Linked DNA regions of Mus musculus: all the other regions are linked to region 2. The links are chromatin contacts, called in public HiChIP or PLAC-seq maps. All regions are on one chromosome and are shown on one strand. Each heading gives the region's core, a stretch centred on a gene start, on an enhancer-like site or on the middle of the called end of the contact. The rest is flanking DNA. Distances are from core to core; before and after follow the strand shown.

Evidence for each region. HiChIP or PLAC-seq counts read pairs in DNA pulled down with a chosen protein or histone mark.
Region 1: a contact with region 2 is called in an HNF4G HiChIP or PLAC-seq map of pancreatic cancer cells. The contact joins the promoter of Ptp4a2 here to the promoter of Serinc2 in region 2. A contact is called at or near these places in 5 of 39 promoter capture datasets (the 3T3-L1 cell line, cranial neural crest, hippocampal neurons and 2 more), 1 of 484 Hi-C or Micro-C datasets (muscle stem cells) and 3 of 115 datasets of contacts at active chromatin or transcription factors (embryonic stem cells, forebrain and pancreatic cancer cells).
Region 3: a contact with region 2 is called in an H3K4me3 HiChIP or PLAC-seq map of embryonic limb bud, with 2.8 times the contacts expected there. The contact joins the enhancer-like site here to the promoter of Serinc2 in region 2. A contact is called at or near these places in 12 of 39 promoter capture datasets (the 3T3-L1 cell line, the C10 cell line, the HPC-7 cell line and 5 more), 4 of 15 datasets of contacts at CTCF or cohesin (the NIH/3T3 cell line, embryonic stem cells, large pre-B cells and 1 more), 8 of 484 Hi-C or Micro-C datasets (the G1E-ER4 cell line, the HL-1 cell line, Sertoli cells and 4 more), 10 of 115 datasets of contacts at active chromatin or transcription factors (bone marrow-derived macrophages, embryonic basal ganglia, embryonic forebrain and 6 more) and 2 of 9 other capture datasets (adipose tissue and liver).
Region 4: an H3K27ac HiChIP or PLAC-seq map of differentiating embryonic stem cells shows a contact between it and region 2, with 2.5 times the contacts expected there. The contact joins the enhancer-like site here to the promoter of Serinc2 in region 2. A contact is called at or near these places in 1 of 39 promoter capture datasets (the 3T3-L1 cell line), 1 of 484 Hi-C or Micro-C datasets (nephron progenitors), 3 of 115 datasets of contacts at active chromatin or transcription factors (differentiating embryonic stem cells and embryonic stem cells) and 3 of 9 other capture datasets (adipose tissue, embryonic stem cells and pancreatic islet).

Annotation. Positions count from the first base shown.
Region 1 is chr4:129,817,521-129,823,588 of GRCm38.p6, forward strand. It overlaps Ptp4a2 (protein tyrosine phosphatase 4a2), which reads left to right and starts at 2,959. Exons shown (of 6, transcript NM_008974.4): 1 at 2,959-3,081.
Region 2 is chr4:130,273,919-130,279,673 of GRCm38.p6, forward strand. It overlaps Serinc2 (serine incorporator 2), which reads right to left and starts at 1,668. Exons shown (of 10, transcript NM_172702.3): 1 at 1,540-1,668. The coding sequence starts at 1,578. It overlaps Gm34957 (a long non-coding RNA gene), which reads left to right. Exons shown (of 2, transcript XR_376686.3): 1 at 1-2,016.
Region 3 is chr4:130,528,388-130,533,836 of GRCm38.p6, forward strand. Nkain1 (Na+/K+ transporting ATPase interacting 1) reads right to left here. Exons shown (of 7, transcript NM_025998.4): 5 at 4,217-4,277; 6 at 3,683-3,764; 7 at 1,744-3,527. The coding sequence ends at 3,518. Among named protein-coding and RNA genes, the nearest start is that of Nkain1, 43 kb to the right of the region's middle. Within about 2 kb of position 3,419, at least 66 of the 459 cell types and tissues checked have an H3K27ac peak or open chromatin away from gene starts, as enhancers often do. A contact at or near this core is called in cerebral cortex and embryonic limb bud, where this site is marked.
Region 4 is chr4:130,003,028-130,008,330 of GRCm38.p6, forward strand. It overlaps Adgrb2 (adhesion G protein-coupled receptor B2), which reads left to right. Exons shown (of 30, transcript NM_001290715.2): 3 at 1,998-2,081; 4 at 2,363-2,527; 5 at 3,725-3,889; 6 at 4,535-4,699; 7 at 4,783-4,950; 8 at 5,045-5,146; 9 at 5,296-5,303. Among named protein-coding and RNA genes, the nearest start is that of Adgrb2, 21 kb to the left of the region's middle. Within about 2 kb of position 3,669, at least 18 of the 459 cell types and tissues checked have an H3K27ac peak or open chromatin away from gene starts, as enhancers often do. A contact at or near this core is called in differentiating embryonic stem cells, where this site is marked.

The DNA.
Region 1 (6,068 bases), core at 1,709-4,208, 460 kb before region 2:
CTCTAATTAGGACACAAGGTTACATAGCAACTTTATGGCCACACAAAGAGGCCAAGTAAGAGAGCATAAACTCACAGAATGGGAACCAGGGACCTGGGCTGTGTCCCAACCCTAGCACCGCAGTTTCTCTGCCATACCCCCCATTTCTTCTTTAGTACTGCTGTGTATGGCAGGCCCACACAGCGTCTGCTTCCAAGGAGATCATGCACTGGAAAATGAGCCAGGAATACCGCCAGCTTTAGCCTCACATGGGGGCTGGGAGGATTAATAAGCTAATGGCACTTGGAGTGCTTCAGCAATGGCCCTGGATAAACTCAGGGTACTTATGTGTGAAGCTCACTGCCAAGGTGGTTTGGGTTTAATAAGGCACCCGCAGCCCGGTTCCCGCTCTGTTTATGGTGGGGAGGAAGTAAAACTGCCTTGTAACCTTCTCTGGAAAAACTAGGTTTGAGAGGCTTGTATACCTCTTCACTGGCCTACGGGTAAGGCGCAGTGATGGTGACCCTGTGGTCTCGTATAGGTGGGCGCCCGAGGTCTCGGTAGGCTTTCCAGCGCACTCTGCGGGACACCAATTAGTGACGGAAGTCAGAGACTAACACGATTATCTGGGCCCCAGAGGCAGACAAACCCGGGCCAAGTTCTGCCTCTGACGTTTCATTTCTCTAAGCCTCTATTCTCTTTTAAAATGAGTTAATAATACCTTCTTCACAGGGTTATTTAGAAACATAAGTCTGGTAATTTATTTAAAAGCACCTTGCCCAGAGCTTGGAATAGAGTAGGTGCTTTTAAAAATGGCCATTAGTGTAGGTGTTGCTGTTATCCTCATGTTATGTTACTTACTGATATTTTAGGGCCCGGCTGAGAGCCAGGCGGTGGGAAATTCATTCCTTCAGCTATCTACTCATTTGCCCTAGTAGACCGGTCCTGCAGAGGAGAATCATGAAAACAGGCATTTATAGCATGTTGTACATACTATGGTAGGATGTGCATAATAAGGTGTTTTGAAGCCATAAATGAAGCATCCATAACCAGGAAATGCAGCCAAAGTTCTGCTGGGTGGTTAGTTCTTCCTCTCCAGTCTGTCCTTGGAGAGACGCTGCCTGAAGAAAGGCTGGGAGAATAATGCAGGCAACCCTTGCGCAGCCTTCACACCCTCTGCCAGGGGCCTTGATTCTAATCTCTAGACTCTCTTGCTCCTCAAGGCCTTTTAACTCCCACACAGCAAGGCCACACAGACTTGCCCTAAAATACCCCATCCTCCTGAGTTCTGCGCTGTGGCTGTAGGAGGCTGAGTCATTAGATCTTTCTTTTTAAAACTAAGTTCTAAAGGGCAGCTTCTGGTGAGGAGCGATGCTCCAGGACTGCCTCGTGGGAAAGGGCTAATGACCACTGACCACTGCATTTCCTCACAGGGCAAGGGCAGGATGAACACACTGGGGAGCGATAGCTCCAGGGGCATTCTCATTTCCTTGTAAGTGTCAATCCTGGGTGGGCGAGGGTTCCGTGCGGGATAGTGAGTATACACTTTTCTGCCCACTCCCATCTTGGGGAAATCTAACCCACTTCTCAGGCCAGCCTCCAGAGCCTTTTCCTGTTCCACTTGGCAATAGCCCAAACCAGCCTCCCAACTCACCGGGTAACCACATTTTCCAAACAAGAAATCAAGATGCATGAACTGGCTTATAACTTCTGGCCAGGTTTCAAAAGCAAAAGGCAAACAAAAACAAAACAAAACAACACAACACAAAAAACCTCCTTCCATTAGAGAATCTCTAAGATAATCTTCAAAACTGTTAAAATCCAACTCAAACTTTTTTTTTTTTTTGAGGCTCCCAAGAGTTGAATTTAGGGCCTCACATGCAAGGCAAGCTTTTCCCAGAGTTCTATTCCCAGTTCCAATTCTAGAGGTGCTTTCTTTCTGTAGACCAGGCTGGCCTTGAACTGGGTTTAAAGGCATAGGCCACCACCGCCAGACTTTTTTTTTTAATCACGCCCATTCTTCATACTTTATTTAAGTATTGAAGAGTATCTGTGCTGTGAAGACAGTATTCCGCTTAATAGTTGAGAATACCTAGGAAAAAACTTTTTCCTTAATTCTGCATTTCCGTATCTAAAGAGTCTGTGTGTTGCTTGCCCGATAGAGGTCTGGGGAGCAGGGCAGAGAGACTTCGCAGAGATGTTCGAGGCCTCCAGGAAGGACAGCCAAGTATAAGGTACTCGGTTCCCCACTTCTGAGCTGGAAATCCCCGAGCTCAGGCCCCGGTTGCCGCCCAGTCCCAGTCCCAGACCCAGCGGGATCTGGCTCGAGGCGCCTCCCGGGATCCGGAATCCGCCCGCGACCTTGCGGGTCACTGGGTGGCCAGAGGCGCTAACTTAGACCCAGGTGCGGATGGGCGAGTCGCAGAGTGGGCGGGCGCTTCCCTCAGCCACGTTCGTCACCCCGCTACCCCCACCCCGCGCCGGTCACATGTATACGCCTTCCGTCGCCCCCAGTGCCGAGCGCAGCAAGCCACGCGGAGGCGGAGCGCGGGAGGCGCCCAGGGCAGTGGGTCAAAGCTCTGTAGGCAGAGTGGGTGGGGCCAACCGCCGCGAGCCGCCGGCAGCCAATCATCGGTTCCGAGGGCGTGGCTGCGCCGCGCGCGCCGCGCCCCGCAGCGCCCCCTGAGGGGCGGCGGCGGGAGCTGGTCCGGCTGCGCGCGCAGCGGTGGTGGCGGCGGCGCGATCGGCCGGGCTGTAACCGTCGTTCGTCCGGGAGCGGCTGGAGCGGCAGCAGCGGCCGGGCACGGCGCGAGGCGACGCCAGCGGGCAGCGGCGGTAGCGGGGGCAGCGGCGGCAGCGGGGGGGGAACACAGCGGCGGTCGCGGCAGCAACAGTAGCAGCAGCAAGACGGACTCGTGGACACGCGCCGCCGCCGCCGCCGCCGGGCCGGGCCGGGTGTCGCGCGCCGAGGCTGGGGGGGAGTCGTCGCCGCCGCCGCCGCCGCTCCCGCCGCCGCCGCCGCCGCCGAGGTGACTGAGGAGAGAGGCGCCTCCTCGCTCCCGCCTCCGCCGGCCTTCAATGCCCAGTCCCCAGCTTGCCAGCGTGAGTGCGCCCCTCCCGGGCGGCCCCGCGCGGCGCCCGGGCCTCGGGCAGGGGAGGGCGGGAGGCGCCGCTGCCATTAGAGCAGGCCCGAGACACGTCCCCGGAAGGAGGGCCGGGCCGGGCCAGGGGCGGGGAGCGCGGCTCGAGGTGGGGTGAGCGAGCGAGAGAGCGAGAGAGCGTAGAAGAATGCGGGAGAAGGTGCGTGTGCGGGCAGCATGTGTCCTTGTGGGGGCGAAGGTGTGGTGAGAGCGAGTGGGGACGAGGAGGAGCGTGGCGGACTAGGTGGTGTGCAGGGGTGCGCCTGCGTTTGTCCGGCGCGTGAGCACAGGCATCCTGGAGGCCCCTTGGTCTTTGTGTTGATAGGGAACCCTTCGCGTCCAGGGACTTAATTCACTCAAGCGTGGGATCCCTGAGTTGCAGTCAAGTAAGAGAAAAGGGTCTGAGTCTCCCGTGACGCTGATCTCTGGCGTTCTTTCCCCTTTTCGTAAAAATGTATTGTAAATTTATGAATTTCCAGAGATGTCTTTGCCATCCTCCCCACCCCCATTTCCCAGCGCTAACCATCCAAGCTTGACTCTTGTCCCGGAGTCTGAGTTTTAGCCGGTAAAGTATTCGGAAGCGTAAACTTTTTTTTTTTTGGCAAATGCTCAGTGTTGAGGTCAAGGCTATTTAATGAGGTAAGCCGCGGTATCTTTTATCTGTGACTCTCTCGTATCCTTCTGCAGAAAAGCGCCTAAGAAACGGTCATAAATATCGATAAAGTGCCATAGTTTAGTTTCTGCCCTTGGATTTGTCACGAAGTATAAAGTGACTAATCTAGCGTCATTGTAGGCATTCAGCAAATGTTTCAGTTTGGAGTCGCTATTGCTGGATTAGTATATGGTATTTACTTGCTTCCCCGCTCTGTGTTACTGAGCTGTTTCAGACAGGAAGTGAGAGAAGTTGAGCCTTGTTAGTGTGCAAGAGGAAACTAAGACTATAGAAGAACTCACATTATCAGAGCTTCGTTTTTTGATCCTGACACTCTTAGTTTTGGATCGGATGATCGGAAAGAATTGTTAATGGACTTTTTCTATGGGGGATGCAGAAGAAGTTCTTTTGTTTCATTTGTTTTATTGGACTTTTAGAAGTTCCAAATAGGTTCTTGATTTGGTATCATCTCAAATGCTTCATAACAGGTTGGCTTTGAACTCTGATCTTCCTGCCTCAAGTCTCTCCCAAGTGTTAAAGGTATAGGTATATAAGTAGGCTGAGTTGGGGATTTGAGATGAACTGTTGATAAAGATTTTCTGTTTAATGATGTAATCATAGAAGGTAATTGGAAATAAGTGAGTAAAACTGAGCCTGGTGGCAGAGGTCTGTGATCTCAGCTCCTCGGGCATCAGAGGCCAGAGGATGGAAGGTTTCAGGGGCAGTTTGTGAAACTTTGTGAGGCCTAAATCTCAAAATAGTAAAAAAAAAAAAAAAAAGGAGGGGGGGTGTTCAAAATAGTAAAAGGGATCTGAGGATAGCTCTGCCGTAGAGCACTGCCTCGTACAAAGAAGAACTCAGTTTAATTCCTAGTGACACTACTACAAAAAAATGTTGGGAATAAGGAAAGTTAAAAAAAAAGGTGGTTCTTTGTGATAGTGGGTATAGAATTACAACAAAATTCAATATGAAGTTATCTATCATAGTTCTTTTGAGGTCAGGTCTCATCCTGTAGCCTGGCCTGGAACTTAACTGCTGGCCTGACATTTGTGGTATTCTTGCTGCAGCTTTCCAGCTGCTAACATGGCAGGCATGACCCCACTAAGCTTGGGTAGAAATGAATGGTGTATTCTTAGTGTGTCCTCTCAGAAACTGGCATCCCCTGCTTGAGAGGCAGAATTGTCTTTTCCTGGGAGGTGGGAGTGATTAGTAATAAGTGCTGCTATGCTTCAGGTGCCTTTAATATTCATTTATCACGCCACGAAGGGGAGGTTAGCCTTGTTGGCATTTGTTTGGCAGGCTTTTTGAGATGCTTCTGTTTGTTTGCTAGGCACTGGGGGTTTGGTGATGTGCCCCCTGGACTTAGTGAGATAAGAGACGCATGGGCAGCAGGCACTTTGTTCAGTAGCTTGTCCCAGGTCACACAGATGATAAGAATTGGATTAAAAATGTTTAAGGTCATTTTTCCAGAATACCAAACCATTCTCTCAGTAGCATATCTGATTTTGAAATTTCTCATCCTTAGAATGACCTAGCAGTTTGCACACAGGAGAGCTGGGGAAGCCAATGGAGAGGACAAGTGCCTTTGAGGCAAGAGGATGGTTGGAGGAGATGCTGACTTGAGGCATGTGGGGTCCTAAGCTAGGCTTTCATGCGGGAGGAGGAGAGTGCCTTGAAACTGTCTTGGGGCCCCAGGGTGTGTGCTTCGAGACAGTTTTTATGAGGCACCTGGGATGTGTCTGGGAGGAAAGTCTGATTAAAGAAATGTAGCAGACTTTTATGCTTGGGAATTTTGTTTGTTATTGGGGGGGAATTTATTGGAGCAGAGGAGTCAACTGAAGTTACCACTTTTTTAAAAGTTTTTCTCTTGGGATGTGCAGATAATTAAGTCAAGAGATGGCAAATCACATGTAAGAAAATTCACTTGAAAGTACTTCGTTAATTCTAAGTTGAACTTCAGATGCAAAAGTATTACTAAGACAACATGTTACATTTCGTAGCTAGATTAAGCTGTCATTTCAGAACACCTTTACCAGTAGAAAATAGTTCCGAACTGCTGAACTGGGTATCTTCTGACTCAGAACAGAAGTCAGACCACTCCCTCCATGAGTCAGTCAAGTAATATTTAATTTGAACCAAGTTTATAGCAGAAACCATTTACAACATCACTTAACTTTGGTGGCATAAAGGAAGGAAGAGTAAACAGTAAAGGAATGCTTCTGCAAGTGTTGCTTAAAGTCAAAGGGGCCACGCATAGTGGTTGGAAATTGTGAGCAGTTACAGTGTATTTCCCTCTC
Region 2 (5,755 bases), core at 418-2,917:
CGGCAGTTTCCACCTTTCATCTGCCCATATCACCAAGAGTATACCAAAGGAGGTACTGCGGTGGCCTTCAGTTCAGGCATGGAGAGATCAGGATAGAAGGATTGGCTGAACTGCCCTCACAACCCCTCTCCCAGTAGGACACGGGTAACCAGGCAAGACCAGATGGGAATCATGGTCTGTGAGTGGGAACGTCTCCCTCCCTAACCAGGAAGCAAACCCGTCCCAGGAAGGGGTATGAGCATCAGCAAGGAATAGCCTTACTCTGATCTCCTGTTCAAGCTTCTCTCTCTCTCCCTCTCTCCCTCTACCCGTCTCTCCCTCTCCCCCCCCCCCCCACTTCAGTGGAAAGAGAGGCCCAAGAGAGGACAAGAGCTGTGTCCAGGGACCCACGCCACTGCCTCCCCAGACTGAGCTCACTCTCAGAAAATGGCTACAAAGAAAACCTCTAGATGCGCAGCTCTCTCCTGGGCACCCGCTCCTAACACGCACACAAATCAGGGACAAAGGATGCAAGTCCTGAACGAACCTTCCTACAGCAGCCAGCCGCGGGAGCCCTCTCCGCCCCTCTTTGTGTGGGGCCAGAAGGGGAGGGAGCTGTCTGAAAGAGCCTCAGATTTAATGAGGGGAAGAAGGAAAAGAAAGGGGGCTGGGGAAGTGGGGGCCTCCCGGCCGGTTATGGCCGGCCGGGTCCCCTCCCCTGTGCTGGTTGCTGCCCCAAAACAGAGCTGGCCTCCCGCCTGGTCCCCAACAGTGGCGACCAGGTGGACACACGCAACCTCCCTCAATTTCTGGATCTTTCCAAATCCAAAGTTTGGCACAGGTAGTCAGTGACAACCGACACCAACCTCGCTCAAGAGCGGGATGGGGGGGGGGGGGCTCCTGCCCACCCTTCTTACCCAACCCCCATCTCCTTTCCAGCTCGAGCTGGAGGGAAAGGGTCCAGCGCTTGCAGGGGGGGTGCCCTAGAGTGAGCGGGCCAGACTGCGCGCCGAAAGAGGATGCAGACGGAGCTGGTTACGACGACGTTCAGACAGACAGACAGTGCCCGAATCCTAGAGAAGTGAACGGGACAAACACAAAAGAACAGACTAAGCCAGGCGACAGGGGCAGACAGAATGACAGACGCTCTGCCAGAAAGACAGTAAGCTCAGCGGGGCCGGGACCCTACCAGTTACACAAAGAGTCCCGCGCCCTGGAGAGAGACGCGCCACGCAACCTGGGGGTGCTCTGAGCTGGGGAGCGCGCAATGGCCGCGGGGCTCCCCGCACCCGCTGCCGGCCTCAGTATCCCGGTTCTCGGAGTGACGGCGCCAAAGGCGCCCGGCCGCGCCCCACCCCTCCCCCGCGGTCACCCGAGCCGCGACACCAGCTGTCCAGCGCACCGCGGCCGAAGCGGAGCAGCTGGGGGATGAGGATAAGAAGGGCATCGGTGGGGCCTCTGAAAGGCAAGTTTGGAGGAAGCAAAAAGAAGAAAGTACTTGGAGGAAGAAGGTAGAGAAAAAGTGAGCGGGGCCGCGGCAGGGACGAGGTGGGCACTCACGCAGCTGAGCAGGGAGCAGGCCCCGAGACAGGCCCCCATGGCGGTGAGGGGCGCGGGGCTCGGGGCACCGGCCTCGGATCCCGGATCCGGTGGGACTCCAGGCGCTTGGCTGGCCCCACCCCAAACCCATCCCCGCCCCAGCCCCGCCCCACCTGCCGAAGCCGCTCGTCACTTTCCGGCGACGCTCGGGGCCTCCTAGGACTCACCTGGGACAGGTACTGGCGCCAGACATTTCCTAAAGAGGTTGAGATGGGGAAAGTCCAGCAACGACAGGGGCACAGCCCAACTCAACTCTGAGCTAGGATTGTCTGCTGAACCAAAGCGAGGATTTGGAAATACATCTGGATTTGAACTTCATAGGAGCCATTGTGTGACCGACCCCAAATACTGTCATTGTTAGAGGAAGTAAGAGGTGGTCTTCCCTGATGCCCTTGGATCTTGGCGGAAAACCTCGGCCCAATCTATGGGTGCTCAATGGTAAATTACTAGGCAAGGGGGTGGGGGGATGGTAATGTAGCTGAGTCGGTAGAGTGTTTCCAGAGAATTCATGAAGTCCTAGGTTTGATCCACATAAAACTGGGCATGGTGGCTCTCGCCTGTAACCCAGCACTCAGGAGGCAGGAATCACAAATTCAAAATTATCTTTGGCTGCATAGCCAGATCTAGGTCAGCCTGGGTTACATGGGATCCTGCCTACGGAAAGAAAGAAGAGAAGGACAGACAGAGGGAGGATAAGGGAGGCTACTTTGCTTCTCTGAGTCTCAGTTTCCCCTATTGAAACTAAAGGTGCTAACCTCATGGGGCTGTTAGAACACACAGCAACTGCTCCATGAATAAAAGCCTGTGTCATTCCCATCCCTGTTAAGGCCCCAGATTCGTACTTGTTTAGACCCTCTCCTCTCCATCCACCTTGTCTTCAAACTCTGGACCTGTCTTGGATCACACACACACACACACACACACACACACACACACACACACGAGAGAGAGAGAGAGAGAGAGAGAGAGAGAGAGAGAGAGAGAGAGAAACACAGATAGATATACAGAGAGAGAGAGACAAATACACACACACACACACACACACACACACACTGCTCAGCACTCCACACACACACATATACACATAAGAGAGACAGACAGACAGACAGAGATACACACAGGCACACACACTCACTGCTCAGCACTGCACACAGAGAGACAGAGACAGAGGCAGATAGACATACACACAGAAAGAGACACATACACACAGAGAGAGACACATACAGAGACACACACACACACACTCTGTTCAGCACTCCTCACTCCCTATCTGTGTACAGCCATGACCTCCTAGCTAAGGAGGTCACTGGGTGAGAGGGCATCCTGGCAGGTCATCCCCAGGATCGGGTGTGAGGCGCAGCAGCAGAGTTCTGTAATTATGGTAGCTCACCCCAGCCTTCTCCCCCACCAACTCTAGACCAGATAATGTTAGGGAAGGAAGTCCATAGGTTTGGCTGGCCGCAGGGGCCAAAGATCCGGCCTAACTGCTTCCCCGAGTGATTCATACAGCACCTGGCTGAGCTGGTAATTGTGCCAGGGCTGTTCCGCAAATACCCTGCACTTTCCCTCCTCCACACGTCAGCCCACCTGGTGCCTTCCTCCTGAAAGTCCTTCTCCTTGTCCACCTGTGGTGCCTTCAAAGCTTTGCCCACATCCCACATCTTCTAGATGAAGAGAACCAGATCCTCCAGCCCAGGACCCAGCCTGACTGGAAATGAACCTCGGCCCACTTCCCTGGCACATCTACAACAGCAGACCTCACATATAATTCAACTTAGTGGAGCGCAAGCAAGAGCCCCACACTCTTTCATGGCACCGTTTGAGTCCGTGTTTGTCCCAAAAAAGACTCATTCCCTGACCCAATTCACACATGAGGAAAACGGAGGTTTGTGTTATTGGTAAACTTAGCACTGACCAAAGGCTGGTTGTGGTCACAGAAATCGCTGCTATTGCTGCTAGGAGGCCATTAAGGGTGGCCCTGACTTCAGATCCCCAAAGCCTGTCCTTAGCCATTCATACCTCTCTTGGAAAGTAGAAGAGATTGAAAACAATCTCTTCTCTCTCTCTCTCTCTCTCTCTCTCTCTCTCTCTCTCTCTCTCTCACACACACACACACACACACACACACACACACACACACCAATTCACCTCTGGCTGTACCCTCAATGCACAAGGAGGAGACGCAGCAAGGCAGGATGCTTGCATGGATATGTGAGCTGCTTCCTCATTCCACTGTGACAACATCCTGACCCAATGGCCCCGCACGGTCACCATCCACACGTCTGTCCTCAAAGCCTGAAGTGCTACCCGCCTTCTGAATGTCCCCATGCCAGGGGTTGCTCCCTTGGACCCCTCCTTCCATCAACTGGATCCTCCACCAACAGCATCTCCTTTCCATAACCCAGCACAGCGACACAGAGGGGGTGACACCTGGAGTCTATGCTGCCCCAACCTCCCAGAGTCCATGCCATCCCGAGGACACCTCCGTCCCCTTCCCTGAAGTAGGCCTGGTAAATTCTGCTTAACTCTACAAAGCAGGTATGAGCATTTGCGAACATGGTCAAGGAAGTAGTTGCTTTTTGAGGTGGTAAAGCGGTTGAGGCAGGATATCTCTTATGTAGCTCTGGCTAGCCTAGAACTTGCTTTGTAGACCTGGCTGGCCTCAAATTCACAGACATCTGCCTACCTCTGTCTCCCAAGTGCTGGAATTAGAAGTGTGCAGCACCAAAGCCAGGTGAGCAGGTGCTTTCTGAGAGGAGAGGGCATTAGCTTAGCTACAGCACAGAAAGAACCAGTCAGTTTTAGGCTGGAAGTTTTCCCAACAGAATACTATGCTGTCATGGTCCTGGCTTTACCCATGCCTGAAACCAGCTAGGCTTTGGAATCACCCTGCATCACCCTGTAGGGAAGGACCAGCCCTGTGCAGACTACTCACTGTGTAGTCCTGTCCGGGTACCTCCTCCTCCTTCAGCCTCACACTTCTCATCTGTAAAATGGGAACAAACATTTTGCTCTGGTTATCTCAGGAGCCATGAAAGACAGGATATTAGGAAGCGGATCAAGCCAGGAGGTAGTGGTGCACACTTGAATGAGTTCCAAGATAACCAAGACTACACAGAGAAACCTTGCCTCAAAAATAAATAATAAATAAATAAATAACCAAACAAACAAACAACAAAAACAAAACCCCACAGGGGTGTTGAAAAGCTTGGTTGCTTAGCAGCCTCAGCCCATCAGCCTTCCCCTCAGTCTTAAACCTCCGGTGTGAGTCTGGAATAACTCTGTCTCTCACACCTCCAAAGACAAGATCACAGTTAGCAGCTGTGTGACCATGACAAGTCACCCAGCCTCTTCAGTCCTCATGGGAGTGCTAGGATGCTGGATTCAGCTCTTCCACTTAATGGCACAGAAACCAGATCCACTGGAGAAAAATTTGCCAAGGTCATTTAGTCCATCCCCCTGTGTGGTCCATGCTCAACTCCCTAGTCCCCGTAGGAAGCAAGCCCTGGCTTCCCTATACCCTTTGCCCCAGGGTTCTCTGATCTACTATTCCTGGACTTTACTTTTCAAATATGAAACACAGGAACTAAATCCTCCCCAGGTCCTCAGTTCCCCCAAGCCCCCCACAGTTCACTGATGCCCAATCCTCTCACCATCCTCCCGTCCATGAGGACTCAGTGTGCTCCTGCTTTGAGGCTCTGTCCCCTGGGCCTCAGATCTCTGCACTGGCCTCTACTTCCTGCTTTTGACCCATTTACAGAGTAGTGAAGGAGGCCATCCCTCATGAATATGCATGTAGGGTAATGAGGGCTTGGGACTGGGGGGAGCACCTGGGAAGAGGTATAATCATTATCTACTGGGCTCCCAAGCAGGACTGCCCTTCCTCTCAGAGGTGCATGGGAGCTGAAGCAACAATCCCAACATGGGCAGTAACCATTCACAAGTGCCTACGGCTGCTGGCACTTGGCAGAGAACATCTCCTGTAAGATGTACCAAAGGTGGGATGTAACCAGTTGTCATAAGCAGAGCTAGAATGAAGCTCAGGTCCTTCCAGAGGATGGGACATCAGAGCTGGGGCATTTAAACCCTACTGCCAGATGTTCAGCTGTGAACACATGGTCATAGAGCCACATATGGACAACACATGTCAGTTATGTGGCCAAGGTCTTTGAGGTAG
Region 3 (5,449 bases), core at 2,169-4,668, 260 kb after region 2:
AGAGGGAGTCAGATCTCATTATGGATGGTTGTGAGCCACCATGTGGTTGCTGGGAATTGAACTTTGGACCTTCCCTTCGGAAGAGCAGTCCGGTGTTCTTACCCACTGAGCCATCTCACCAGCCCTTGAGGTTTTTTTCTTCTTCTTTTCTTTTCTTTTTTTTTTTCCTGAGACAGGGTTTCTCTGTGAATCCCTGGCTGTTCTGGAACTCACTCTGTAGACCAGGCTGGCCTCAAACTCAGAAATCCGCCTGCCTCTGCCTCCCAAGTGCTGGGATTAAAGGTGTGCACCACCACTGCCCTGCAGCTTTGAGGTTTCAAAAGTCCACACCAGCCCCAATCTCACTCTCTCTGCCTGCAACTTCTAGATCAGATGTAAGCTCTCAGCTACCACTCCAGTGTCCTATCTGCCTGCCTGCCTGCCACCATGCTCCAGAACTGTGATGTGAGGGCCATATTACTCTCTGCTAAGCGAGCCTCCAGTTAAATGTTTTCTTCTATAAGTTCCCGTGGTCATGGTGTCTCTTCACAGCTATAGAAAAGTGACTAAGACACAGATAATTCAAAGCCAGGAACTCAGTTGTAAAGAAGAGAAGAGCCGCTGGGCGTGGTGGCGCATGCCTTTAATCCCAGCATTCGGGAGGCAGAGGCAGGCGGATTTCTGAGTTCGAGACCAGCCTGGTCTACAAAGTGAGTTCCAGGACAGCCAGAGCTATACAGAGAAACCCTGTCTCAGACTCTCCCCCCAACCCACACCAAAAAAAAAAAAAAAAAAAAAGAAAAAGAGAAGAGCCAAGATACAAGAGACCCAGGAACAGCATCAACAAGAGCAAATAAAACAGAGAGCACTTTGCACTTCTTCCCGCTCCCCCTGCCCCAAGGTTTCTCTGTGTAGCCCTGACTGTTCTGGTACTCACTTTGTAGACCAGGCTGGCCTTGAACTCACAAGATCTACCCTTATCTGCCTCCCCGGTCCTGGGACTACAGGTGTGCACCGCTACTACCCAGCAGCCTCTGTGCTGTTCTTGAGGAAAGAAAAGATAGTGGCTTGCCCAAAGCCATAAAGCCAGTGTAGGAGTATATGATAAAGGCTAGGCATGGCGGTACCCACTCACAATCCAACACTGAGGGTGCTAAAGCAGGAAGATTATGAATTCAATGACAGACTGGGCTACACAGCAAAACCTCATTTACACTTACACACACACACACACACACACAAACGAGTTGGCTCAGTGGTAAAGGCACTCGATACCCGGGACTCACATGGGAGAAGAAAACTGATCCCAGCAAATGGTTCTGTGAGTTCACATGTACTCCCTGGCATGTGTGCTCAATCCCTACACCCCCACGCCACACACAAATAGACACAGTAAAGAAAAACAAGATGGACACAGAGAACAAACTCCACAAAGCTGTCCTCCACCCTCCAAATAAACGCTGTGGCATACGTGACCCCATCACAAACAAATGATTATAAATAAGATAGTTTTAGAAGGAGGGGTGCATGCAGCAGCTCACATCTTTAATCCTAGCATTTTAGAGTGCTGGGCAAGTAGATGTCTATGAGTTCAAGGCCACCCTGGTCTACATGGTGAGTCTTGAATCAGTCAGGTCTACATAGTGAGACTCTGTCTCAAACAAACACACTCCATGTATGAACACCCAGTTTTGCCCCCCCCCCCCCTTTTTCAGGGGCTTTTTTCCTTTGGAGAGCTTTCCAACCAAGAGGGCAAGACAGATACACAGTGAAGAAAACACTTTTTTTTTTAATCAACCAACCTGCATGGATACCAGGGAGGTCTCAGCCCATAAGGTCTTGAGAAGCAAACCCAGACCCCCTGCAAAACCCAGCTTATAAAACCAAAGGCTTCGAAGCATCCGTGGCTAAACCCTCGAGTAGAAAGAGCCCTGTGGGAAGGGATGGGGAGAAGTGAGTGTGGCTGGTGGGAGGTGGCCCAGTGGCAAGAGGTAGCCTAGCCTAAAGGAAACTTGTTCCCCTCTGATTAGGCTCACGACCCAGGGACTGTGATGGCCAGTGGAGTTCCCAGCTTGGCTGTTCTGTGTGGCACGCTGGATGGAGTCGTGGAGTGGGCTTGCCGCTCTAACTCAGAAAAGCCCGGAGAGTGACGTGTTCACCACAGTGTGGTGTGAACTGCCCCCACTGTGCAAGCTCCCTGCTAGGTTCCTCTGCTTCTTAGCTGCCTTTCCTATTGTTTCCGCTTCACAGATTGGAGGGACTGATGTTTGTTCTCTCTGTACATAAGTCAGCAAGCACTACTGAGGACACAGTCCTCAGGGCATCTGTGGAGGAAGAAGATGAAGAAGAGCCCTCCTCTCTGCTTTGTCCTCAAGAATGGTGGGGTTCTGGTCCTCCTGACCATAGTCACCCACTCTCATTCTGCCCTTTCATATCCCCAGGCTTGCTTCCGAACACCATCTTCTTCCCCTCGGAGACCACAATGGAGAAGTAGGTGGAAGAATTGAGGGTTACTGGGATTGCTCGGTGGGAGGGGATCATGGGAGAGGGACCCAGGCTTAGGGACCTGGCAGAGGAGTGGAGGTCCCACTTTCCTGGAGGACGAGGTTTAAAAGCTTGCCAAAGAGGAACAGGTTGAGTCTACAAAGGCCTCCTGTGGGTCAGGCTGAGCTCGGGCTTTAGGCTCTGTCTGTCTGGCTCCCAAGAGAACGAACTGATATATTGCTTTAAGAGTGGGTGGAGCTGGTGCGTGGTGGCTGTGATATGTGAGTGTTCTGGAATGCCCAAGCTAGATTGGGGCTTGTAAACCAAGTCCAGAGGCCAGATACTGGATTGGGGAGTCTCAAACTAGAGTACACCGGATTCAAAACCTGCCTCTGCTAAAACCTTATTGTGTGGCTTCAAGCAAGTCACCTCACATCTCTGGGCCTTAGTTTCCGTATCTGCAGCGTAGCCCATGGAATTGAAAGCCAAACGAGAGTGCTAGAAGCATCATCAACTAAGGGATAATTTTAATTATTTGATGTGGGGAAACTGAGGCCCGGAGGGAGCAAAGACTCGGCCCGATGTCACACCGGATGTCAGTGATGGTGCCGTAGCTGGAGCCCAGGACTCCTGCTTCTAGTTCACAGTATCTTTCCCCAGGGCAGGTGAATGAGAGGTGAGATGGGGTGAGTTCGGTCTGTCTTGCTGTTTGGACTGAGGGCAAGATACTAGGTAAGGAGTAGAGCTGAAGAAAGAGGAAGACCCCGGCACGTACCAAGGCTGAGATTAAAAAAAATACAAACCCAGTGATTCCCCCTCCCCCCCGCCCCGTCCTGCCCCAACCCTGAAGTCCTGCTAGAGCTAGGGTCAGGTCCAAGTTCAAGTCTTGAGAGTCCGCATTTTCTCCAGGGGCTGCAGATCCAGGAGGCTGCACAAGCTGCAGTTAGCCTAAGCGCCACCAGGGGCGCGCCTGCCTATCGTGATCCGCGCCTCCGGACAGCACTGCTTCAGGCTCCAGTGGTCCAGGGAAAACTGTACGCGGGTGGGACAGAAGCTATCCGGACCTGCAGGAAACAAGAGCAGGTTAGAAGTGCATTTGCAGGCCTGCGAGTAGGCAGACAAGGAGACCCGGATTCCCACGCCTTTTCCGTGCCCCCCTTTTCCCACCAACACTAATGACTGTCCCTCCAGTAACACCCCGCCCCCACCAGGGACCCACGTGTACAGAGGCTGCAGCTGTAAATGCGACGTCTTCTGCGGCGCCTGGTATCCATAGGAGTCAAAGCCACCGATGAAGTCAACTGAGGAAGAGAAGGGGTGAGTCCTGAAGGCTGGGTTTTGAAGGTGAAGAACACCCACTCCTGGGAAGGGGTGGGTGGGGCCAGAACAGCCACGCCCAGGACGTGGACCTGGGGATCGGGCTGTGCGTAGGAGTGGGAGAGGGGAGGGTCAAGTGTTGCGCCCCCCCACCCCCGCCCCCGGAGATTAAGAAAGGCTTGAAGGAAAAACCTCAGGCTCTGAACCCTTCTATGCAGTTAGGTCCAGTATGGGCAAAAGTGGTTCTGGGGTCTTGGACTGAGTATTTAGACATTTGGGTCTTAACCCAGAGTGGTTACGCAGACCCCATCCATCCCTGGTGTCTCTTCTTTCCTCCCAAGCTGACCCTGGGCAACCAGGAGGGGAGGAGGCCCTGTCCACGGTGCTGAAAAGACCCCCGGGGGTGGTGGTGGTGGTGGTGGGGAGACACACTTACAGCTGTCCTCCTCTTCCAGGAATACTTTGCTCACATAACAGGCAAACACGAAGCCGAACAGCTAAGAGAGCGGATAACAATCAGAGAGAGAGAAGTTGTCCCTGTCCCCTCTACCCACCCAACTCAATGCCTGTCCAAAGCAAACATTTAAGTTAAATGCTGCATGAAAAAGCTGTGAGTAGCCGGGCAGTGATGACGCACGCTTTTAATCCCAGCACTTGGGAGACAGAGGCAGACGGATTTCTGAGTTTGAGGCCAGCCTGGTCTACAGAGTGAGTTCCAGGACAGCCAGGGCAACACAGAGAAACCCTGTCTCGGAAAAACAAAAACAAAAACAAACAAACAACAACAACAACAACAAAAAAAAAAAAGAAAAGAAAAAGGAAAAGGCTGTGACTGACAAGCAGTTCACTCCTTTGTGCCCCAGTCTTCCCGGTTAGGCCTGGGTCATATCACTGGACTGTTAGGTGAAAGGATTCTATGACCCTGCCTGTGTAAGGTCCCTAAGACAAGGCTGGCCCTCCTATTAATGGTCCCAAGCAGCCCAGGCTGCCCTTGATTATTGGCTGTGGACTCGATCTGAAACCCCTTCTATTCTACTTTTTGCTTTTTTTGGAGACAAGTTTTCTCTTTGTAGCCCTGGCTGTCCTGGAACTTGTTCTGTAGATCAGGCTGGCCTGGACCTCAGAGAGCTGCTTATCTCTGTCTCCTGAGTGCTGGGATAAATGTCATGTGCCACCAATGCCCGGATGAAGCTCCTTTCTTGTTCTCAAAGCTCTGTAAGGTTGGCACTGCCCTTTCTATGCAAATAGCAAGGGAGCTTAGAAAGAGCAAATGACTTATCCAAGGTCCCCGGGGGTGTATTAGATTAGATTTCTAAGCCCAGCAGGACTTGGCCTGACGGCTCATCCCATTCATGAAACTTGCCTATGCCCTTCTTGGGGGATGGGAGATGGGTGGAAGGAGGAGGAAGGTGTCACAGGACACAGGAACAAATGGAGCTGGAATACACAGGATTCTTTTGCTTTTTCTTTCTTGGGCAGGGTAGGGTATGGAGCTCACTATGTAATCTAGGCTGATCTCAGACTTGTAATCCTGATCCTCCTGCCTCTGCCTCTTGCCTGATGGAATTGCGAGTCTATGCCACCATATCTGGCCTGTCATCTCTTAAATGGGGATAAAGAATGGATGGACTAGAGTCTGTACTTCTGGGAATATGGGGATGGGTGATGA
Region 4 (5,303 bases), core at 2,419-4,918, 270 kb before region 2:
TCAGCCTGCTTTCTTTCTTTCTTTCTTTCTTTCTTTCTTTCTTTCTTTCTTTCTTTCTTTCTTTCTTTCTTTCTTTCTTTCTTTCTTTCTTTCTTTCTTTCTTTTGGTTTTTCGAGACAGGGTTTTTCTGTACTGCCCTGGCTGTCCTGGAACTTACTTTGTAGACCAGGCTGGCCTCGAACTCAGAAATCCGCCTTCAGCCTGCTTTCTTATACAACCAGGTCCACCCACGATGGGCAGGGCCCTCCCATATCAATTACTAATAAAAAAAAATGCACTGTAGACTTGCCTACGGGCCCATCTGATGAAGGCGTTTTCTCAGTTAAGGTTTCCTCCTCTGTATCTGGGAGGTTTATGTTGAGGTGACCAAAACCAACCAGCATCGGCCGAGACTGTATGTGGGCTCAAGGAAGCACAGAGGCTGAAGGGTGGCAGGAGAGAAGACGTTTCACATAACTCCTGTTGTCTTCCCTCGGGGATCTTAAGGTTAATAGTCCTGAGGATGGGATGTTATGAGCGCTCTTCTCCAGAGAAGCCGGGATCGGAGATAGGAAGGGGCTGCCCAGAGCTACATAGCTGGCTAGTGTTGGCCCCCAGGGCCCGTGTTCCAGGGGAGGCCCAGTGATGCCGGGTGGTGTCCAGGCTTCTAATGTCGAGTGGAAATTACAGGAAGTGGTGCAGGCCTTGAGGCTGATGGAGATGGCAAGCCCTGGAGACTGTGCAGGGGGCAGTTCAGACCTGAGCAGTAGGTTCTCTGGACTTGGCTACTGGCTTGGTTGGCAGCTTTCCTCAGGTGCAGAGGCTTGACTGAGTAGTGGGGGGGGGGGGAGAGGAACACAGCCCTTGGTGGTCCCAGCTTGGTGCTGACCCAGCTGACCAGAGGAGAGAGGTCTAGGGGAGAAGGAGCCCTGCCCCTAAATGCTCTTCCATTCATCTGCCCCGTGGCCCCACTATGGGTGTGGCCTCCTTCCCGTGTGCAATCTTGCTTGTCCTCACCCGATCACCCAGTTTGAGGCTGTTAGCTTTGCCTTTACTGTAACAAAGGCCTGAGCGGTCAGCTTATAAAGCAGAAAGGTTATGTGCTTACTATGTGGGAAAGGTTATTTCGGTTCACAGCTTGGAGGTTGCTCCTGTGAGAGAACACAGCAGTGTGAAATATATATCAGGAAGCCATCTCATCTAGGAATGTAAAGGAGACAAAGAAGGGACAAGGTCTGCCTATCCCCTGCCTGTCTTCAGTAACCACAAGACCTACTAAGCTCTGCCCAATAGTGCCACCTCCCAGTAGGGCCGAACTGAGGACAAAACCTTAAACACACGGGCCTTTGGAGGACTCTGCAGCTGTAGGAAGTGCTGTCTGCAGCAGGGTGGGCTCAAGCTTCCAGACTCAGTGTGGGGAGGGTTGGCTGGGTATAGGGGTCTGGGCTCCCTTCCCCTGGGGCTCAGACCAACATGGTCTGTTACTGTTTTACGTTGAACCTCAAGACCACTGTGGTTCACCCCATGCAAATCATGACCCAGGAGCCGGTCTGGGGTTGTCAGGCTCCTTTGTGTATCATTTAGGAGGAGAAAGAGCCAAGCTGCAGGCTCGATGGGTTGTGCGCTTCTGGATAAGTCATTTCTCTAGTCCTTAGCTTCCACCTCAACAGAGATGACAACCAGTGAGCGGGTTAAAGGTGATAGGTGTTAGGCATGGCTTGGGATAGTACAGACACCTCCTCAGAGCTCAACATGTTGACCATTGCCCTCCAGTCCCACCCGGTTGAGGCAAAAGGTGGACAAGGTGGCTATGAGTCCCAGATGGCCTTCTGAGCCTCAGTTTCCTTATCTGTAAAATGGTGGTGGTGGGGTAGGGGGCAGAATGTGATGCTCTCTCTGCATCACCCCACAGTTGGTTCCAGGCCCTTGGGCCGAGGACCAGAGGCTGCCCTCTGTATCACTGTGGCAGCGCTCAGCTGGCTTTTGCTAAGCCCCTTGCCACCACCTCCGTGTTCCAGGTGAGGAGCCGGAAGAGGAACCGAAGGTGAAAACCCAGTGGCCAAGGTCTGCAGATGAGCCTGGGCTATACATGGCGCAGACAGGTAACTCGGGCCCGCCTCTCTTCCCGTGGCGGGGGCCCGACTGTGGCGTCTGATGGCATGTGTGCTGGCGTGTGCCTGTCTGTGTCTATGTCCTGGAGCTCAGTTATGTTGCCACGTGAGGACTGTGGGCAGGGATGGGTTGCCTTTTAAAGAGCCTGCCACTTGGGGTCAGGGTAGGAGGGTCCCTTTGATGCCTACGCCCCCATCTTTCTGGTCCTTCCATGCTCCCATGCAACTCTCTGGGAGGTGTCCCTTGCCGCGACGCTGTCCCTCTCTCGTAGGCGACCCAGCAGCTGAGGAGTGGTCCCCGTGGAGCGTGTGTTCCCTGACGTGTGGGCAGGGTCTGCAGGTGCGGACCCGCTCCTGCGTGTCCTCCCCCTATGGGACCCTGTGCAGCGGGCCCCTTCGGGAGACCCGGCCTTGCAACAATTCAGCCACCTGCCCAGGTAGGCGTCCTCCTTCCTGCCCTATCTGCCAGCAGAGTCAGGTCCTGTTTGTGACAGGACATAACACAGCTCCCCCACAACCCCCAATGATTGGTTACCTCATCCCTCTGCAAATTTGCCTGTCCTCCATATACCTTACCCAGGCACTACGCCAGCCTGGCATGAATCACTCCGGTTACGATAGAATCCGAACATACATCTGGGGCCCACTTTGGGCACGTCACACCCCGGGTGCCTCCATCTTGGTAGTCAAGGCTGTTCTCTGCACATCGCCCCGCCCCTTTCCCCCCATACTCCTGACCTCACCAGCACCCCTTGCGGCATCTCAGCTCTCTGCATTTGCTTATTCTTGCCCCTCCCCTCCCCCACACTGGCTAAAATACTCAGCCTGCCCTTAGATCTAAGATGTAGACCACTCTATTTTAAAATGATACCCTCCCTTAGGGTCCCCACTTGGCTCTGGGCTTCCCTTCCACTCCCTTGATTGCCTCCCTTGAGAGACCATTATGCTTAAAGCAGTTGAGCAGGCAGGAACTGCACGCAGGTACTGAGGAAATGCATGTGTCTGCTTGGGTCAGTTGGTGACTGATAGAAAGGCCAGTGTCAACCAGTTCTGTTCTTTGCTTCCCCTGGGGTGAAGTGCTGGCAGCAGATTTAGATTAGGGCCTACTGGGGGAGGCTCTCTGAGCTTGGGGGTGTAGCAGGAGATTGTGGACAAAGCTTTGTTCTCTCTTGTGAGTTCATTGTGTCTGTCAGCGTCTATGTAGAGGTTCATGTCTGTCTGTGTGTCTCTGCGACTGGGGCTGGGAGGGGGCACTTCTGTTGCCCCAGGCTTGCCCTGTTGAATTCAGGCCCTGGGCCTGGGGGTGGGAAGGGGTGAGAAGGATGGATCTTGGATCCTTTCCTGGGTTTTCCTGTGCCCCTCAGGAAAAGAAGACCATGGCTCCTCAGGCTGGTCCTGGTCACCTTATCTGGGTGTCCACAAAACCTGTCCTGTATGATTTGGGACCACATCCCCACAAAGGGTGGCTATCCTGGGACCCTAAACCTTCTTGCCCTGGCAACAGAATCCAGGGCGGAGCCAATAAGGAGTGGTCGTAAAATTGCGGAACTCCTGATTGGTGGGCGGATGGGTAGGCGCTGGCTGTGGGCGGAGCCAAGGTGCCGCCCAGCCACCGGCCACGTGCTTCCTTGCAGTGCACGGCGTGTGGGAGGAGTGGGGGTCCTGGAGCCTGTGCTCCCGCAGCTGCGGGCGGGGGTCTCGGAGCCGGATGCGGACCTGCGTGCCCCCCCAGCACGGCGGCAAGGCCTGCGAGGGTCCCGAGCTGCAGACTAAACTCTGCAGTATGGCCGCCTGCCCGGGTCAGTAGCGCCAAGGGGCTTCTAGGCAGGCGCTGCCCAGCCGGGTGGGGGGAATCGGAAGACCTAGGGGAGGCAGTCAGGTTCCGTGCCCTGTCCTTGGAGGGGTGGGTTCCTATAGCTTTGACCACGCATGGGGAGACTGGAGAAGTATAGCTGCCAGCAGTCAATGGGAGGTGAAACCCAGCCCTGACTTGGAGTTGGTATACTGTGACCCCATCAGAAGGGACCTGCTTTCCGGTGCCCATTCCTCGATGCCCTCAGCTGCCCTTGCTGTAAATAGCACTTTGGTGTCCATGGCACCACGGACACAAAGCTGGGCTTACGTGTAGGCAAAGATCAGAAGGTGCCATTACAACCTACATCCTCACACACACAAAAAAAACCTCTCACCGCTGGGGTTTGCCCTTGGTGCCGCGTGGAGAGGTATCATGGAGCTGCTGAGGGGCAGGCAGAAAGCGGCCCAGCCACCACCCACTCTCTTCAGACCCTTTCATATGCTCAGCTCAGATGGTCTGGCCTGGCGCAGGTCTAAGTGACCAACAGGCTCTGCCATCTCCCTGTGGAACTCCCCCCTCCCGCCCGCACACACACTAGCCCACCCACGTTCTGCTCAATGGCCACCCCCGCTTGTGTCTCCCCATGCAGTGGAAGGCCAGTGGCTAGAATGGGGTCCCTGGGGCCCATGCTCATCATCTTGTGCCAATGGGACCCAGCAGCGCAGCCGGAAATGCAGTGTGGCGGGTCCAGCCTGGGCCACGTGCGCAGGTGCCCTCACGGATACCCGTGAGTGCAGCAATCTCGATTGCCCGGGTGAGTGCTTGGTGTGAGGGTAGCAGGGGGTAGCCCTGGCCTTGGAGACTTGCATGGCCTCTCACACTTCCCTTCTCTCATAGCCACTGACGGCAAGTGGGGGCCGTGGAACGCGTGGAGCCTGTGCTCCAAGACGTGTGACACGGGCTGGCAACGCCGCTTCCGCATGTGCCAGGCTTCTGGCACACAGGGCTACCCTTGCGAGGGCACAGGAGAGGAGGTGAAACCCTGCAGTGAGAAGAGGTGTCCAGGTATTGCTTATACAACCCTGGGGCTGGGGGCTGGGGGGACAGATATGAGCCCAGCTAAACCCCGCCCCCACCCGCCCCCGCCGTATCCCCACAGCCTTCCATGAGATGTGCAGGGATGAGTACGTGATGTTGATGACATGGAAGAGGGCGGCAGCTGGCGAGATCATTTACAACAAGTGTCCCCCTAATGCCTCGGGTAAGGGCAGGTGGCTGTGCCCACAGACTCTTCCCCCACCATCCCTGCTGCCCGCCTCTGGGCCCAAGCCCTGGGTCTGCATCCCAAGATGTGGAGGGGGAGTAGGCTAGATCTCAGCCCTAATGCCTGTCACTGTTTTATCTCTGCAGGTTCTGCT